2 separate regions of the Mus musculus genome follow, and region 2 is linked to region 1. Evidence: chromatin contacts called from public HiChIP or PLAC-seq data. All regions are on one chromosome and are shown on one strand. The core of a region is the stretch at or near the end of the contact, and the rest is flanking DNA. Distances in the headings are between cores, read along the strand shown. Region 1 overlaps Ptpn11 (protein tyrosine phosphatase, non-receptor type 11). Region 2 holds the start of Ptpn11 (protein tyrosine phosphatase, non-receptor type 11).

Region 1 (4,567 bases), core at 1,261-3,760:
ACATTTCTACTTGCAGCTTGAGATCCTGGAACAGAGACCTGCCCTTGGCCCCCTGTGTTCGGTACAGCAAGTGTTTTCCTTTGGATTCCCCCCAGAAGCCAGCCAGCTGTCATTCCAATAGGGCAACAGGAATCCCTAGGTGTCCCAGATCTGTCAGTGTTATGGAAGGTGGTTGCAGGGTCTCAGCTGTGTGCTGTGCGGTGCGGTGTCTGGGAAGATGAGGTATGGGAGGTGTGGATTTGAGACAGCGAGAGTGGAAGTTGCACAGGTGGCTCATGAGCAGGTCAGAGGCACAGGGCCAGCATCGAGCAGGCTGCATGTGACCCGAGTCTCCCCTCACTGCTGAGCCTTTAAATCAGAAGTATAGGATTTTTCTATTTGGGGAGGGGGTGGGGTGGGGCATTGTCTAGCACATGGTATTGGTTTCTAGAAAGCTATACTTGAGAGTCGTAATGCTTGTCACATGGGTGTGCAGCCTTCCTGAGGCCCCAGGTTGCCTCTGCCATTGCAGCTGGTGCCTTTCTAATGGAAGACTGGGGTTAGGAAGTGGTGCTGTCAGCAGCTCAGAGGTGCTCAGTGTTGTTTCTAGGGGTTTTGGTGGGAGTCCAAGAATATAAGCCTTGTTTCTGGGACAGGACTGGGGCAGATGCGCTCGGGAAGGAAGCACAGGCAGAAGTGTGGGCTCGTTCTACATTGTCCTAGTTTCAGACGCCTGTCTCAGGGTCTGTGCTAGCCCACTGCTTTGTTGAACCCTTTCCCTTTCTTGGAAGGAAGCTCCCGAGTAGAGCTCACTGCATCCCCAGTCACTAGCAGCTGTTGCTCTTGTGGGGTGTTGAGGGCACAGGAAGCAGAGAGCAGTTCCTGTTGGTGCTGTAGAACCTGGCTGTGCATCCAAGTAGTTTTCACAACTCCTCTTCCTAAACCTCAATCATGGGATTAATAATATACCTGTTTATTTATGACCTAATTGTGACTCTGATTAATAAAAGCTGGTGGGAAAGGCCCATCCAAGAAGCCGATGGCCAGACTCACACTTAGCTTTCCCACAGCGTATGAAGCATCCATCAGGCAGAGTATTAAAGAAATATAATATTTTACTGATAGACCTGTCCTTTAAAAGGAACGTGTTTTTGGGTGTCATCATTTTGGTGTGAATCATGTAAGGGTTGGCTGTTTGCTGTTTAATACACTTTAGTGTCAAGAGACGCACTCAGCTGACTTTTTGCCCACGCATATCATGTAGTCTGGATTTTTAAGCGACATTAACAGAATAGTTTGTGTAGAGAAACCTCAAGTTTCCCCAGCTGTGCCATGAGTGTATCTGCATATACTCTGGGTATTGTCAGAGGCAGTGGATTTGTGAGCTGTCTGGAACTAAAAATTAGAATAAAATCATTTTCTTGTATTACAGTATTTGTCATTTGGTCTGTTGTCGTGTGTGGGGAAGGAGTGGTGGGAAGAAGTGGGACGGTGGCTCAGTTGGCCCGTCATCCCAGGTTCTGTGTGGGAGCCACAGAACTGCAGCGAGTGGCCTCTAAGGACAGGCAGGAGCTCTGCCCAGAAGGACTTGGGAGGGAATAAAGACCCAAACTGTGGGAGTGACCAGGACACAGGGTTGGCTGAGCAGTGTTAAGGTGTTTATGCCGAGGGACAGCACTGCTCTTGGGAACCTTGGTGTTCCCAGGACGAGTCATGTTCAAAGCAAGGGTTCTGTCTTCATCACTGAGCCCGCCCAGCAGTACAGAGAGGCTTCCTGCTGCTGAGCCGTGCCCGCCCGCTCTAGGCCCCCACCCTCCGACCTCAGCGTGTTCTGGACAGGAAGAAATCACTTCATGACCACCCAAGTAGGTACTTGTTTGTTCTCTGTTGGAGGGGAAGGCATTGGGGGTACTTACACTATAACATGTCATGGGCCTTAGGGTCTAGCCCAGGTGCATCATGAAAATGATGCAATCTACCCAGGCATGTGACTCTCCAGAAAATACAGATTGCCTTTTAAATGCAAGGCTGTGAACCATGCCAGACAGGTGAGCAATAACCAAAACCACCTGACATGGTACCAGTTAGCCAGGAGAAGCATGCCCACTCCTCCCGGGCCACACGTCAGAGGGAGTTAATGGGATGTTACTACTGAAGGTGCCTGAGGGGGCTGAGACCTGATGGGGTGAGGAAGAGCAGCCGGGAGACCTCAGAACGGGCGACTCCTGGCCCCTTTGCCTTAGTTCACATTCTCCTGAGATCCTGGGCTGTACATGGTGGGCAGTGTGACATCCTTTTAGAGCCGCTGTGAAAGAGCCTACTGGTGTTATGCCCCTCCAAGATGAGCAGGTGAGAGCAGTGCTTCCCCGGTGGAGACACGCTCAGTACTTGTCCTTGTCTCATTCAGTCCCAATGGCAAACCAGAGTACAAGTTCATCAGAGTTCACTCTGGGCGGCCAGTGAAGTACTGGGCACCTTACAGAGTGTGGCTGAGGGGTGACTGGCAATGTGGGTGGTCCTGGAGTCCACACCCAGCATGGGTGATGGCTCTGGATAACTGCATAGATGGAGCCCCAATCAGTTACCTTCCTCAGCCTTTTGTACCCTAGCAGCTGCTGAGACCTTGAGGCCATCTCAAGTTAAGAGCTGCCAGTGGAAGGCTAGGGAGACTGAGGGCGCTTCTCACGCTTTGCCTCTGAGGGAGGTTCAACAATCCATACAGAATCCACATGTGAGGGACTTGTAAGCAGGCTGATCCAATGAAGATGGCGGCTGTTTTGCTTGAAGGGCCAAATTCTACAGCGAGGAGGCCATGGATTAAACTAGGTTGCCATTCCACAGAGAAGTTCCTGGCCCAAGTGCCTGCTGTGTGGTCCCATCTCACTTCTGCTTGGTGTCCTTGGTCCTGGAGCTTACACTGCAGATGCCCCTCCCCTACCTAGTCCAGATTCCAGAAACTGCATTTGCTGTGATACACACCTTGACTAAAGACAGCTTGGAAAGGAAAGGATTTATTTGGCAGACAGTATCTATCATCAAGGGAAAACCAAGGCAGGAATTCCAGGAGCTTGAAATAGACACCGTAGGAATACCATTTACTGCTGCCTTGCTCTCTGTTCGCTCTCTGGCTTGGCCCACCCCCCACCTTTGCATCCCTAGCCTAGGGATGGCACCACCCACAGTAGACTGGGCCCAACTATAGTTCAGTCTGCCCACAGTCCAGAATGACAGAGGCAATTCCTTAGTCGAGGTTCTCTCCTCCCAATTTTGTCAAATCACAGTTACCACAGCTTTTTTTTTCCATGTCACGTGAGGCCCAGCTAAATATTTAATATCCCGAGTACCATTCTGATCAGAAGTATGCATACTGCGGAGGACGGGGGGAAATGATGAATGAGCTCAGGGTGCAGTGTGATGGGGGCTGTGGAACCTAATGTTCTGTAGCACGGGAGGATGATTGTGGCTGACAGCAATTAATGGTGTATTTCAGAATAGCTAATTGCAAGGATTTGCGCACTCCCTGATGTGAAGAAATGATGATAATGTTTCCTATGATGGCAACGCCGTTTGTCTCAGTCTGACCACAGTGTCTACCAGACTGAAATGTCACTCTGACCCCAGGAATATGTAAAAGAATGTCATGTCTTTTAAATCTAAGAAAACCAGCAAACCAAAGGTTGTAATCCTGGGAGGTGGAGGCAGGATGGGAGTTCAAGGTCTTCCTCAGGCAAATCGAAAGTTACAAGGGGGGCTGGAGAGATGGGTCAGTGATTAAGAGGTCCTGAGTTCAATTCTCAGCAACTACATGGTGGCTCACAACCATCTGTAATGGGGTCTGATGCCCTCTTCTGGTGTGTCTAAAGACAACTACAATGTACTCAAGTATATAAAATAATTCTTCCAAAAAAAAATATAGTTACAAGGAAGTAACCCTATACTTCAAAGCCTGTTTGCAGTTCAGGGACAAATGCTCTAATGTTTCCTCTCCCTGGGTAGAACATGTTCTATTTTGCTTTCAAACAATCTCAGAATGTGGCCCTGGCTGTCCTGGAACTCACTTTGTAGACCAGGCTGGCCTTGGACTCAGAGATCCACCTGCCTCTGCCTCCCCAGTGCTGGGATTAAAGATGACTGCCACCACAATAGCAGAAACAGCAGCTTTATACTGAAATTATGATAATTATACTGAAAATAATTTGGGGTTCAAATCCTCTTCAATTTAGCAAAGATTCAGTCCCGAGACAGGTTAGTGTTCCTGCCTTTGAGAGGCACCGTGCAGCTATGAAGATGTGAATATAGATTCTGTCACTTGGTTGAAGTGGGAGGTTCCTGGGCCAGGGAAAATGCCCTCAGCAGAGACTTTGGGCTTAAAAGAGGTGGTGCGGAAGAGAGGAAGAAGTTCCTGGCGGTCCCTTCCTCCCTTTCCAACTCTAGCTGCGTTGTCCTAATCCACTGCTATGTCAAGAGGGCTAAGAGGCAGGGGTACAGGCATGTGCTCAGAGGGACCTTCTCCTGTGACCCACAGAGTTCAGCTTCCCAGAGCAGAGCCAGGCAGAGGATGATGGTCTTGGGGGAGGCTCACTGGACC
Region 2 (4,567 bases), core at 971-3,470, 62 kb before region 1:
CAGTGAAGCCCATGCTATCTAAAACTTAAAATGGTCATATGAGGGCAACAAGATACCGCAATAGGTCAAGGTGTTATCAGTACAGGACTGTTGACCTGAGTTAGATCCCTGGGACTGACTCTAAAGGTGTTCCCTGACTTCCACACACACATTCTGAGGCATGTACTTGCTCCATGCCCCTCCTCCCAGTAATAATAATAAATGAAATTAAAGAAATGGTCATAGCCAGGCATGATAGCCAACACCTTTAATCCCAGCACTCAGGAGGCAGAGGCAGGTGGACCTCTGAGTTTGAGGCCAGCCTGGTCTATTTAGTGAGTTCCAGGGCCAGCCAGAACTACATAGTAAGACTCTGGCTGGAAAAAACAAAATAAAATAATAAAAAATGATCATGTTGTTAGTTCCTTTTGCTTTCCAGAGTTTTGCCTTCCCTGTTATCCACAGCCAACTGCAGTCTGAAGCCATGAAATTGGAAAGTTTCAGAAATAGTTCACCAATTTAATTTAAAAAATCTGTGTGTGGGTGCATGCAGGTGCTCACTGGGCTAGAAGAGGGTGTCTGGTCCTTTGGAGCTGGAGATAAGATAGTTAGTTATAAGTAGCCAGGTTGGTGCTGGGAATTGAAACCTAGTCCTCTGAGGAGCAACTATTTCTCTCTCTCTCTCTCAATCTCTCTCTCTCTCTCTCTCTGAGACAGGGTTTCTCTGTATAGCCCTGACTGTCCTGGAACTCACTCTGTAGACCAGGCTGGCCTCGAACTCAGAGATCCACTTGCTTCTGCCTCCCAAGTGCTGGGATTAAAGGCATGCACTACCACTGCCTGACTTTTGGGCAGCTAACTCTCTTATCTGCTGATCCATCTATGTAGCTTCTAGTTCATCAGTTTCATAACTTTACACTTCATTAAGATGGAGCTGTTCAAGAAAGCCACATTCATCTAACAAAGTCCCCCTCCCCAACCCCCGTAGCAGCGTACTGGTACTAACAATTTGGACATTTGGAAGGAGAAGTTATGAAGTGTTTCTTTGAAGTGAAAAGGTCAGATTTCTTAATTTAGAAAAAGGATCACTTGTTAGGATTGCTAATCCCGGTATGGGTGAAACTGCAAAAAACATTTGTGTTAATTTTAGTTCAAGTTGTAAAAGTATGGCCGTGGTACATAGGTTGTCTCTTTTCTCATAAACAAACAAAACAAAAAATATTCAACGGGAGAGGCTGGTGAGATGGCTCAGCAGTTAAGAATACTGAGTGCTTTTTCAGAGGTCTTAAGTTTTGTTTCCAGCACCCACATGACAGCTTACAACTGCCTGTAACTCCAGTTCCAGGAACTGTTGTTCTTTTCAGATCTTGGGCTCTAGGCACTCATGCAGTTACACACATACTTACATGCAAGGCAACCACTAATACACTAAACATTAAAAAATACAAAGTAATATATATATATATACATATATATTTCTAGCCGGGCGTGGTGGCGCATGCCTTTAATCCTAGCACTCGGGAGGCAGAGGCAGGCAGATTTCTGAGTTTGAGGCCAGCCTGGTCTACAGAGTGAGTTCCAGGACAGCCAGGGCTACACAGAGAAACCGTCTCATAAAACCAAAAAAAAAAAAAAAAAAAGTAATATATATTTCTTTTTGACAGGGTCTCCCTACTTAGATGTCCTGGAACTCACTATACAGACCAGGCTGGCCTCGATTTCACAGTGATCCACTTGCTATTGCCTACCTAGTGCTGGAATTAAAGGCGTACGCCACCTTGCCGGGCAAAAGGAGTAAATCATAAAACATTATGTGTATGGATATGTGCCCGTGAGTGCAGTGCCCGAGGAGCCACAAGAAGAGAACGGCGGATCCGGTAGAACCAAATTTACAGAAGGTTGTGGGCTGCCCCATACAGGTAGGTGTTGGGAATCGAACTCGTGTTCCCCCTCCCTTATTTGTTTGCTTCTTTTCCCGTGTGCAGCCGCCCTGGATGCATATTGTGTATTGTGTCCTCGCACCTATGTGCGACGTCCCCGTTTAGAAGAATCGTCCAGGCGTTCACGGGTGTAGCCGCACCGATTCAGAGGAGGAATCCCACACCAAACTCCCTAGCACTGCTCAGGGCCCCGCAAACCGGAAGCAGATAGTGGCCGTGGCGGCGGCGCGCGATGACGTCACGCAGGCGCCGGCGGCCAGGGGCGGGGGCGCGGGCGAGGGCGGAGCGAGCCGGGCGGCGGGGCGGCCGCGCAGTGTCCGGGATCCAGGCCTGGCAGGGGGTTGTGCGCGCGCGGCCGGCCGGCTCTGCCCGCACCCGTGTCGGCTCCGGAGCGGGGCCTCGCTCGGGCCCCCTCCATGTGACGGTACCCCGCGGAGCCTGAGCGAGCAGCGGGTCCGTGCGGAGCCGGAGACGGGAGGAACATGACATCGCGGAGGTGAGCCGCCCGCAGGGGCCGGGCCGCGGCCTGGGTCCCCGCTGCCTCTGGACTGCGCGGGCCGCCGGGGGTCACACCGGGGACTCCCCGTCGGCTTGGCTTCCCCGCCGCCCCGCCCGCGGGTCCCCATTCATTTCCTGCCGCCCCGAGTTCCTGCTCCCGCGGCCCGGGATGCCCGTGGGGACACCCGCGGCCCCGGCCGGCCGCCGCATTCCTGACCCATTGCCTCATGAGCGTCGCCTCCTGGGGATTCCGAAATAACCCCGCGCGCTCGGGGAGGCGCCCGGGCCACCGCGGGGCCTTCACACAGGACCCTTTCAGGTGCCCCCTTTTTGCGTCTTCGCCCTCGCCCCCAAGTGCCAGAAGTGGGAAAACTGAAGCTCTCTGCAGCGGCTGGGAGTGTTCCCTCCCCACTGTGATCTTTGCTTTGAAAGGTGGGAGGAAAGGGAACCGTATCTGGCCGTGGGATTGTCCCCTCTGTTTGACGAATGTGGAAACTGAGGCTCGGGAATAACGTGCTCGTCACAGGACAGGATTTGAAGCTTAGATTGGAGGCGAATGAGTGAGTTTCCACTTCAGGGTAACGAGACTCCATTAGTGACATTGACTTTGCTCTTACTAGAAGCCAGCTTAACGCGTACCGCAGTGGTACGAGGTGGGTGGTGGAATCCCTTTCCTAAACATGACCAAATTGAGTTTTCAGGATGAAGTACATTGTGGCATGTTACCTGGTAAGAGGTGCAAGTCTCTCACTGTGTTGCCCAGGTTAGCATCCAGTGTACATTTCCCCTTTATCTCAACCCCTTTAGCGCTGGGGTTACAGGCCGGATCACACTATAAGGACTTGTTTAGTTTTAAAATCAGCTTTAAGCCCGACGTGGTGGCGCACGCCTTTAATCCCAGCACTTGGGAGGCAGAGGCAGGCAGATTTCTGAGTTCGAGGCCAGCCTGGTCTACAAAGCGAGTTCCAGGACAGCCAGGGCTACATAGAGAAACCCTGTCTCGAAAAACAAAAACAAAAAACAAAACAAAACAAAACAAAAAAACCAACATTTTTATTGAGATAAGTTGCACCTGATTCGGCGGACAGTTTGATTAAACCTTGACTTATGCGTATACTTGAGACCATTACAGCAGTCAAGATAATGAACATATCCACGACTCCTGGTGAGGTTTCCCTCAGCTTGGTCTTACCAGTCCTCTGCTTTCCCTCCGACCACGGTTCTGTTGCTACCTTTCTTAGGATTTTAGATTAATGGCATTACACAAATATGAGCTGTTTTTTTTTTTTGTTTTTTGTTTTTTTTTTTTTTTTTGTTTGTTTGTTTTTTTTTGCGTTGGGGGCGGGGAGAGTCCTGATTTTTATTATTGAAAGTTTTTTTTAAAGATTTATTTATTTATTTATTTATTATATGTAAGTACACTGTAGCTGTCTTCAGACACTCCAGAAGAGGGAGTCAGATCTCATTATGGATGGTTGTGAGCCACCATGTGGTTGCTGGGATTTGAACTCCGGACTGTCGGAAGAGCAGTCGGGTGCTCCTACCCACTGAGCCATCTCATCAGCTCATTTTTTTTTTTTAAACATGTATTTCTTCATTGTGTGTGGGCCCATGTCATGGTAGGCATTTGTAGGTCGGAAGACAACATGTAGACATTGGCTCTCTCTCTCTACCATTCAGGTTCCAGGGATTTAACTCAGGCTGTCAGACTAGGTACCACGTGCTGCCACACCCCGGCTTAGCGGACTTGTTCCGGATTGTCTGAGAGTTCATTGCTCGCTGCTGCTGTTTGAACAGCATGCCATTGTAGGGCTGCTTATTCTTCTGAGGACCTTTGGCTGTCTCTAGAGTTTGTCACTCACATATGGTTCTGTGACTGCTGCTGCAGAGGCGTCAGCGTGGCCTCACCTCTCTGCTGTAGCTCTCTGCAAGCTGAACGGTTGGATCTACTGTGGGCAGGCACTTGCAGCCTGTTTGCAAAGGGGCTGTCACTGCTTACTTTCCAGTTTTACTCCCAGAGAGCTGCATACAGCTTGTCCATAGCTTTGAGTCCTGATTTCCTTGTTTGATAAAGATTTATTCTGATTTTACTTGTATGGGTATCTTGTAGGCGTAGGCAGCGTGTGCCTGCCTCATTCCCTCTGGGGCTG

What was found. HiChIP or PLAC-seq counts read pairs in DNA pulled down with a chosen protein or histone mark.
Region 2: an H3K4me3 HiChIP or PLAC-seq map of embryonic stem cells shows a contact between it and region 1, with 29 read pairs. The contact joins the promoter of Ptpn11 here to the enhancer-like site in region 1. A contact is called at or near these places in 4 of 39 promoter capture datasets (HPC-7-derived erythroid cells, embryonic stem cells, hippocampal neurons and 1 more), 5 of 484 Hi-C or Micro-C datasets (the G1E-ER4 cell line, differentiating embryonic stem cells, female germline stem cell-derived STRA8 germ cells and 1 more), 5 of 115 datasets of contacts at active chromatin or transcription factors (the HPC-7 cell line, the SCID.adh cell line and embryonic stem cells) and 4 of 9 other capture datasets (adipose tissue, embryonic stem cells, liver and 1 more).

Annotation. Positions count from the first base shown.
Region 1 is chr5:121,127,379-121,131,945 of GRCm38.p6, reverse strand. Ptpn11 (protein tyrosine phosphatase, non-receptor type 11) reads left to right here. Exons shown (of 16, transcript NM_001109992.1): 16 at 1-1,413. Among named protein-coding and RNA genes, the nearest start is that of Ptpn11, 62 kb to the left of the region's middle. Within about 2 kb of position 2,510, at least 6 of the 459 cell types and tissues checked have an H3K27ac peak or open chromatin away from gene starts, as enhancers often do. A contact at or near this core is called in embryonic stem cells, where this site is marked.
Region 2 is chr5:121,189,050-121,193,616 of GRCm38.p6, reverse strand. It overlaps Ptpn11 (protein tyrosine phosphatase, non-receptor type 11), which reads left to right and starts at 2,220. Exons shown (of 16, transcript NM_001109992.1): 1 at 2,220-2,415. The coding sequence starts at 2,402.